Regions from separate parts of the Mus musculus genome. Here regions 2 and 3 are each linked to region 1. Evidence: chromatin contacts called from public HiChIP or PLAC-seq data. All regions are on one chromosome and are shown on one strand. The core of a region is the stretch at or near the end of the contact, and the rest is flanking DNA. Distances in the headings are between cores, read along the strand shown. Region 1 holds the start of Timp3 (tissue inhibitor of metalloproteinase 3). Region 2 overlaps Syn3 (synapsin III). Region 3 overlaps Syn3 (synapsin III).

Evidence for each region. HiChIP or PLAC-seq counts read pairs in DNA pulled down with a chosen protein or histone mark.
Region 2: an H3K4me3 HiChIP or PLAC-seq map of embryonic limb bud shows a contact between it and region 1, with 4 times the contacts expected there. The contact joins the enhancer-like site here to the promoter of Timp3 in region 1. A contact is called at or near these places in 12 of 39 promoter capture datasets (the 3T3-L1 cell line, 3T3-L1-derived adipocytes, embryonic stem cells and 8 more), 1 of 15 datasets of contacts at CTCF or cohesin (the NIH/3T3 cell line), 4 of 484 Hi-C or Micro-C datasets (the F1.1 cell line, the HL-1 cell line, nephron progenitors and 1 more), 12 of 115 datasets of contacts at active chromatin or transcription factors (craniofacial prominence, differentiating embryonic stem cells, embryonic basal ganglia and 8 more) and 4 of 9 other capture datasets (adipose tissue, embryonic stem cells, liver and 1 more).
Region 3: a contact with region 1 is called in an H3K4me3 HiChIP or PLAC-seq map of neural progenitor cells, with 26 read pairs. The contact joins the enhancer-like site here to the promoter of Timp3 in region 1. A contact is called at or near these places in 5 of 39 promoter capture datasets (embryonic stem cells, frontonasal cranial neural crest, hippocampal neurons and 2 more), 7 of 484 Hi-C or Micro-C datasets (the N1E-115 cell line, cortical neurons, cumulus cells and 3 more), 3 of 115 datasets of contacts at active chromatin or transcription factors (embryonic stem cells and neural progenitor cells) and 1 of 9 other capture datasets (adipose tissue).

The regions. Positions count from the first base shown.
Region 1 is chr10:86,299,157-86,301,669 of GRCm38.p6, forward strand. Timp3 (tissue inhibitor of metalloproteinase 3) reads left to right here and starts at 1,256. Exons shown (of 5, transcript NM_011595.2): 1 at 1,256-1,818. The coding sequence starts at 1,698. All of the region lies in intron 6 of Syn3 (synapsin III), which reads right to left.
Region 2 is chr10:86,424,707-86,427,219 of GRCm38.p6, forward strand. All of the region lies in intron 3 of Syn3 (synapsin III), which reads right to left. Among named protein-coding and RNA genes, the nearest start is that of Syn3, 73 kb to the right of the region's middle. Within about 2 kb of position 1,260, at least 47 of the 459 cell types and tissues checked have an H3K27ac peak or open chromatin away from gene starts, as enhancers often do. A contact at or near this core is called in craniofacial prominence, embryonic limb bud, forebrain and 3 more, where this site is marked.
Region 3 is chr10:86,388,868-86,391,380 of GRCm38.p6, forward strand. The region is part of intron 4 of Syn3 (synapsin III); the gene reads right to left. Among named protein-coding and RNA genes, the nearest start is that of Timp3, 90 kb to the left of the region's middle. Within about 2 kb of position 1,259, at least 58 of the 459 cell types and tissues checked have an H3K27ac peak or open chromatin away from gene starts, as enhancers often do. A contact at or near this core is called in the N1E-115 cell line, adipose tissue, cortical neurons and 1 more, where this site is marked.

The DNA of each region.
Region 1 (2,513 bases), core at 6-2,505:
AGGTAGGAGAGAGGGGAGAGAGATTACTCTAAAAGAGTACTATCGGTCAAAGGGATGCTGAGTCAGGGATGTACATCCCTTTTGGTAAGAAGAGCCAGCTAGAGAGTGTGGTGGGAGCATCCCTTTCTGGGCCTGCTTCTTCAGCTGGAAGGTACACAGGACACCTGTTCTCACTTTCCCCAACTAGAAGGAATATGTGAACACAACGAGATGGAGTATGGAATCCTGCTTTTAAAAAGAGAGCATAGGCCAGGTATGACGCTGCACATCTGTAACTCTAACAGAAGCCTGACTCAGGAAGATCTTGAGTTCAAGGTCAGCCTGGGCTACATAGTAAGACTATGTCTCAAAAAACAGCATGAGCACACACACACACACACACACCCCAATTAAGATGTTATTTAAAATGGGTTGGTAATAATGTTACCAATATTGCTCTATAGGTGGTTTTCTCTAAGAACTGGTTTTATTCCACGTACTGATTGCTTTACCTCAAATGTTCCTTGCAGAAGGAAGGATTGCTGTCTGCCACCAGGGAGACCAGCTATCATACTCCCCCTTTCCCTATATTCTTTCCTTCAAAGAAGACCCAGGCCTTTGTGATTGATGTTCTTCTGGCATGATGTCACATCTTTTACTGTCCCACAGAAAACAACGCCCTCTTAGTCATTCTAACCTAGGTCTCCAACTATTCTAGTTTCCTCATCATACTAGCACAATCGCCCTGGTTGCAAGGGCTTGCTTGACGTCCAGAACAGGGTCTGTTGAATAATTCCACAGATCCATTTACCCCCAATGGCAATTACCACAGCCATCCCACAAAGGCAGAGGTGTGTGTGTGTGTGTGTGTGTGTGTGTGTGTGTGTGTGTGTGTGTTGGGGGTGGGAGGTGAGGGAAGCTGATGTCCAGCGGTTTCCTCTTACTCCCTGCTCTCTCTAGGAAAGATAAGAAGGTGAAAATTTCTTTGAGGCTTCCTTCTTGACTTTTTCCAGGAGGCGTGATCAAGGACTTCAGGGTGCGGGCCACCTGGGGCCCTTGGAAGAGATTATGCAGGAAGGCTGGGTGGCTGGGACTGAATCCTTGTTTAGGTCCAAGGCTCATAGAGAGGCGGTGGGCGTAGGGCGAAGGGGCCGTGGGACGCCGCTGTAGCGCACACCGGCCCAGGACGCGCCCAGCCCACCCACTCGCGTGCCCACAACTGCATTATTCCCTATAAGGATCTGAACGGTCCGGGCCGGCTCCGCCCTGTCGCCCCGCGCCCCCCGGCCCCGCCCCCTTTTTGGAGGGCCGATGAGGTAATGCGGCGCTGCCATTGGTCGGAGGGGGCGGACCCCGAGCTCCCGAGGGGCTGGGTCCCCTCGCGCCCCTATATCACTCTGCAGCCCTGGACTCTCGCTCACAGTGGGCAGCGGGCAGCCGCCAGCGCCAAGAATCTTCTTCTCCCGCTTCTCCGCTTCCCGATCCTTCTCCGGGAGGCCACTCGTTGGCTCCGCGGACTCGTGTTCCAGCGACCCTTGGCCACTTAGTCCTGTCCCGCCGGGCTACTTGGAAGGCACTTCCCCGGAGCTCATCGTTGCCCACCGTGCACAGTGCCCGGTTAAACCCAGCGAGTGAGCTCGGACTGTAGCATCAGCGCTAGCGCTCGGCAACTTTGAAGAAAAGAGCGGCAGTCCCCGCAGCGGACCACAACAGCTACCATGACTCCCTGGCTTGGGCTTGTCGTGCTCCTGAGCTGCTGGAGCCTTGGGCACTGGGGCGCGGAAGCGTGCACATGCTCTCCCAGCCATCCCCAGGATGCCTTCTGCAACTCCGACATCGGTAAGTGCTCCGGAAGACTCAGTTTCCCTGGGCGGGGACTCTGTGTGGGGAGATGCCCTGCAGAGGGAACCCAACCAGTGGCCTAGTGGTCTCTGGCGGGCGAGCGTGAACGAGGTCCTGCTTGATATCTAGAAAAATTTCCCCATTGCCTTGAAGGGAAAAGAGCTGGAGAAGGAGGGTGAGAGATTCTGAAAAGTTGGAACGCTAACTGAAGTTCTGGGACCTCGACGACACTTTACAAGTTGTAGTCTGTGCGGGTGGAGTTGCGAGAGAGAAAACTCCTAGCTTCAAAGATTGCTTATCTCCCGCGCCCTTGAACTTCATTCTTTTCCTTGAGAAACTCAGCCTAGCTGCAGGCTCTCCCGGCAAGTGCTAATGGAGCTTCTTGCCTGCCAAGTTTGGGTGGCTGGAAAAGGGGGGAGGGGGAGATGAAAAAAAAACGGGGAGGGGGGGGGCGGAAACTGTGGGATTGCCCTCCTCCCTGGGAGAACTGCATCAGAGTGTTGATAGCTGGCCTGAGGTGACTGTGGGGGAATCACTTATCATAGAGCTGTGAAAATTCACAGGAAGATATATTTTTTCTTCCCCCGGAATGTTTGTGAGGAGGGAGAGAGTGAGTATCATCGGAGAAAGCAGATTTGTCACCAAAAGAGCAAAGCTGCCAAAGGTCTCATCGCTTGTGGTGATGGTCTCAA
Region 2 (2,513 bases), core at 10-2,509, 130 kb after region 1:
CCTCAGGTGTTGCTCTTCATGAAGCATCTCCCACTTTTTTTTTTTTTGAGACAGGGTCTGTCATCCACCTGGGAGAGATCTAATTGAGAAGTGCCTCTAGCCACTAGAAGGGCTCTGCCTATTTGGAGTAAGAACAGTAGCAGCTTTTGGAGAGATCTGAGCCACAGAAGGTCAGGGTAAGCTACTGCTATGTAACAGTTTCTTCGGTGATTGAAACATTCTATCCTGCAGGGAAGCTCCTTAAGCAGGAAGGTAAACAACTCAGAACACCTTTAGGAAGTCCCTGAAACCGACCAGACACACTAAGACCCTCCCTACCAATGTAAACAGGAACAGTTGAGAGTCCCTCGCAGACTAGCTAAACAGAACTACAAAGGGGACTGAGACCAGTCTAGCTGCTTAAAAGAAGCAGAAACAAGCCAATCTTCCAGGAAGGAGGTTAAGGACACTCTCCAACTTGTTGAGCTGCCTGCCGGCTGTGCAGTGTGCTCCAGGTTCCCAGCTATGTGAGCGGTCACCCATGCTGTCCCAGGCTTTGGTGATACAGCTGTCTTTGAGTTATTTCTACTCCTGTAAGTAACCCCTCATCCATATTCCTATAAGTGACCTCAATAAAACTTATGGTTCACCAAATTAGACTTTGGTGGCATCCATTCTTTGGTCTGGCATGCACCCTATCTGGGATGAGTAGATATGTGTGTGTGTGTGTGTGTGTGTGTGTGTGTGTGTGTGTGTATTGCACCTCCCCAGGAAATGTTTTGTCACACAACAGTTGTTTTTAGCCCCAGAAGCATCAGGCCCCAAACCAGAAGACCCCTACCCCTTCTCCCAAGATGACCAAGACTAGCCCAATCCTCCTTTGCCCAGGCTGCCCAAGGCCAGCAAAATTCCACAACTCCAAAGCTGCTCAATATCAGAGCCATCCCACTGCTCCAGAGGTGGTGAAGGGTTAACCAAATGCAAACACAGTAAATGTGGTGAGAGGAGATATTTCCTTTCCTTGGCTCACACACCTGCCACAGGAAGCAGACACATGCTCTCTGGGACCCAGAGGCCCGGCTGAACTTGTGTTTCAACAAGCAAATGAGCATTGCCTGGACACAGGATGGCTTAGCACGTCCCAAGCTAGTTTTTGAGAGCTACTGAATAGCCTAAGGCCCCATCTGTTTTCAATCTTGTTAAAAGGGCCTCATGCGCTGGCGCCTATTTAAAATAACGCACACATGGTGTTTCTAAAACGAAGAAGGAACAAGGGCCGTGCTTTCCCCGCCAGCATAGCTTATGTGTTTATTTTGGAGCAGGCATTGGGAGTTCTGAGACAAGACATAGCTAATTTCTTTCTAAGGTTGATTTGCAAGTCCCTAGGCTTTTGCTTCAAGCATTTTAAGCAGCTCAGTTTGAACTGGTCATCATCGCAAAGGTCCACTGTGAAATGGTTCCAAATTAAGATGAGGCTCAGCCAAGGGGAGCCCTGGGGCCACTTTCTTGTGTATAAATGGGCTGTTTCCCCACTTCCTTTCTCTAGCCGGGACTAGTGTTTCTAGAAGTTCAGGTCCTTTTCCCAGGCACTTATTTTCTTCTCAAGAGGCCACAGGAGTTCCAGTATGATGTAGCCAGGTAGGGCTTTGAGCCAACTTGAACTGGATCCCTAAACCAAGATAGGAAGGGACAGTTTCTAGGAAGAGGTCCCACCTGTGCTCAGCTTGTCCTGTGTCAAGAAGCAGAAACAGGGACTTCTGTTCATATTCTGAGGAAGGAGAGAGCTTCTATCCTGCCCAACAAATGATATACTCAAATAAGTAAATTGATTATGCTTTATGGAGTTGAAAATGTGGTGGTTGTACAAATGCCCTTGCTAGTTCCCGACGACACAAAGGAACTACAAGGTATTCTATTGGGGAAGGGAATAACACTTGAAATGTAAATCTCAGTGACGAATATTAACAGGGTTGCAATTGATGAACATGTACAAATATCTGGCTCAGTCCTGGCTTTTGATTCTAGGGATACACACAGCAATGGGACTGTGTGATGGTTTGAATAGATATGGTTCTCATAGACTCATGTATTTGAATGCTTGACCATAGGGACTGGCAACATTAGGAGGTGTGTCCTTTTTGGAGTGGATGTGGTTTTGTTGGAGAAAGCATGTCACTGTGGAGGCAGGCCCCACAGTGGCCCAATGTGGAACAGTCTCCTCCTGCAACTGTCTATCAAAAGGTAGAACTCTCAGCTCCAGCACCATGCCTGCCCGCATGCTGCCATGCTTCCTGCCATGACGCTAATGGACTACATTTCTGAAACTATGAGCCAGCCCCAGTGAAATGTCTTCCTTTACAAAAGTTGCCGTGGTCACGGTGTCTCTTCACAGCAATAAAACCCTAAGACAGACTACAAATGCATAGCCATAGATGACTACAGTGGAACTCTGAGATTTTGCAAGTTTTTGAGAAAATATCACGGGCATGTAGAATCCTTCCATAGCCTCATAGCTCCCACCCCACACATGTCCT
Region 3 (2,513 bases), core at 9-2,508, 90 kb after region 1:
AACAGGAATTTAGGATCCACACAAAGTCAAATGAGAGGCTAAGGCTCTTCTTCCAGAGCCACGGGGCTCACTCTGGTCTCATTTAGCTTCAGTCAGCTCTTGGGAGAGGCTTCTGTGCTTTTCTGCCTCAGACACCAGCTGCTCTCACGGAACCTGCTGTGAGGCTACATATCCACAACTTAAATATCAGCGTGGGGGCTGTTTGGCTCACAGCTCTATCCTCTACTTCTAGTGTGAATGAATGGGAGACGGGAAAGCCCATGGGGTGTAGATATCTTTAGACCAGTCAATGAGAATAATTTCCCACACACATACAGGTAGGTGCCTTAACGGGGAAATTGGGTTCTGAGCCACACTTGCAGACTCTGCCGGGTCTTCAGTATTCACTCAGTGAATGATTACCTGGAATTTAAAATCCAATGCTTAGGGTAAGCATATGTGAAATAAGAAGCAACGGAATATTATTCATACAAAGTGTGTGTGCCTGCGTGAGTGTGTGTGTGCCATGCAAGTCGGAACCAGAGGTTGATACTAGGAGCCTCACTCACTGTTTACCTTATTTTGGGGGACAGGGTTTCTCAGTGAGTCCCAGAGTTTGCTGAGTAGGCAAGACTGGCTGGACAACAAGGGATCCCCCGTCTTCACTTCCCAGTGCCTGGGTTACAGAGACACTCTGCTCTACTGGTGATCCAAACTCAGCTGGGGCAAGAACTTTACTTACTGAACTAATGCCCAGCCCTGCCCCTTTTTGCTGGAATGTTTGGAGTTCCCAGATAGAAAGTTGGAGAAGGTTGGATACTGACTCCAGTTCTTACATTAAGGGGCTCGGACAAATTGCTCTTCCTTCTTGCCCAGGGCCACAGGGGACACACAGACAGTTCTGAGAGGCAATTTGAAGTTTTTTTAATGATCCGATGTACTGTCCCCTTCTAGCTAGGATAAACTCAGGCATTTCTCTCTTGCCTCACACATTCTCTCAGCAAATAGTCTGCTTGGGTGGGTCCTGGAGTAGGGGGTGTGTGTAGGGATCTGAAACCCTTTGATGATTTTCCTCGAGCTCTTGGTTCCTGATGCTTTCTGGTTCCCACTCTCCAACTCTCTGATGTCTGGGCCTTCTAATGAGTGATGCACATTATCAGCCACTGTGGTTTGAATGGCTGCCTGAGATTTAGAATTGCTCAATGCTACAGACTAAGAGCTGGCTTGAATAATGAGCTTGGGCCTCATTAACATCTGCCTACTTGGGTGTTTTGCATTCTTGGTGTCTCTCATTCGGAGTTCCAATTCCATCTGTCTGGGTGAACACAGCTGCCCCCTTTCCTCACTGCTTGGTGGAGCCAGGCTCTAGTCTGAGCTCAGAAGAGCCCTGCCATCCACAGAACATGATTTCAACATGCCCTGAACTGACCCCTGCTCTGCTTTCTAAATGAAACAAGTGGATTTCCTTAGGAACTGAAAGATCTGAGTGCTTCAAGCACCTCAATACGGTTAGCCCACAGACCTGTGTTTTGTGTGCTGGCCAGAGAGCAGAATGAGAATTTAATTACTGCAAAGACTGATGATTAAACTATCAATTAAAACTTGTAAATGGATACCAGAATCTGACCTCAGAAGCAGGGGCTTAGTGAGGCTGTCCACTGAAGAGTTCATACGTTAGTCTTTCCTAGACTGACTCCCCGCCCTATTCTAAGCCCCAGTAAAACCCAGTTCTCTGGGCAGCACCAACACAGTTCTCCTGCTTTCTGGCTTCTGCATGGCCCCAGCTAGGGATCGGAAGTCAGAGTGAGGAAAGAGTGGTAGCATCTCTCTACCATGCCTACCTGAAGCATCAGGCTGTGCCCTGTTCTAAGTTATCCTATACTGCTTAAAACAGTGGACTTAGAGACTCCATGTGACGTGTCCTGAGAAACTCCATCTTAAATCACCTTTTGTATTTAATTGCTCTGAATACAAAATTCATTTGCATTTCAAATATATATTACACAACCATTGTGGAGGTCATTTCCAACAGTGTGTTTTTGTAATTTTGTGTGCTAAACAGACATTTGAATGGAAACACAGAGGCAGAATGTACTATAGTGGACACATAAGAAACACTCTCTCTCTCGGGGCTGGAGAGATGGCTCAGCGGTCAAGAGCACTGACTGCTCTTCCGAAGGCCCTGAGTTCAATTCCCAGCAACCACATGGTGGCCCACAACCATCCATAACGAGATCTGGGGCCCTCTTCTGGAGTGTCTGAAGACAGCTATAGTGTACTTACATATAATAAATAAATAAATCTTAAAAAAAAGAAAGAAAGAAACACTATCTCTACACACTGCCCACAAGGCACACAGTGATAAATAACACCGATGAATAACTTACTCCTAAAAGTAGAAAGGGTTCTATCCTATAAATTTATCTATATAGGTAAATGTAATGTAAATTGGGACTATTTTATCTATAATTCCTATGAGCACCTATGATTCATATGAGCACATGGGCCCATATTATGATCATATCACATTTAAT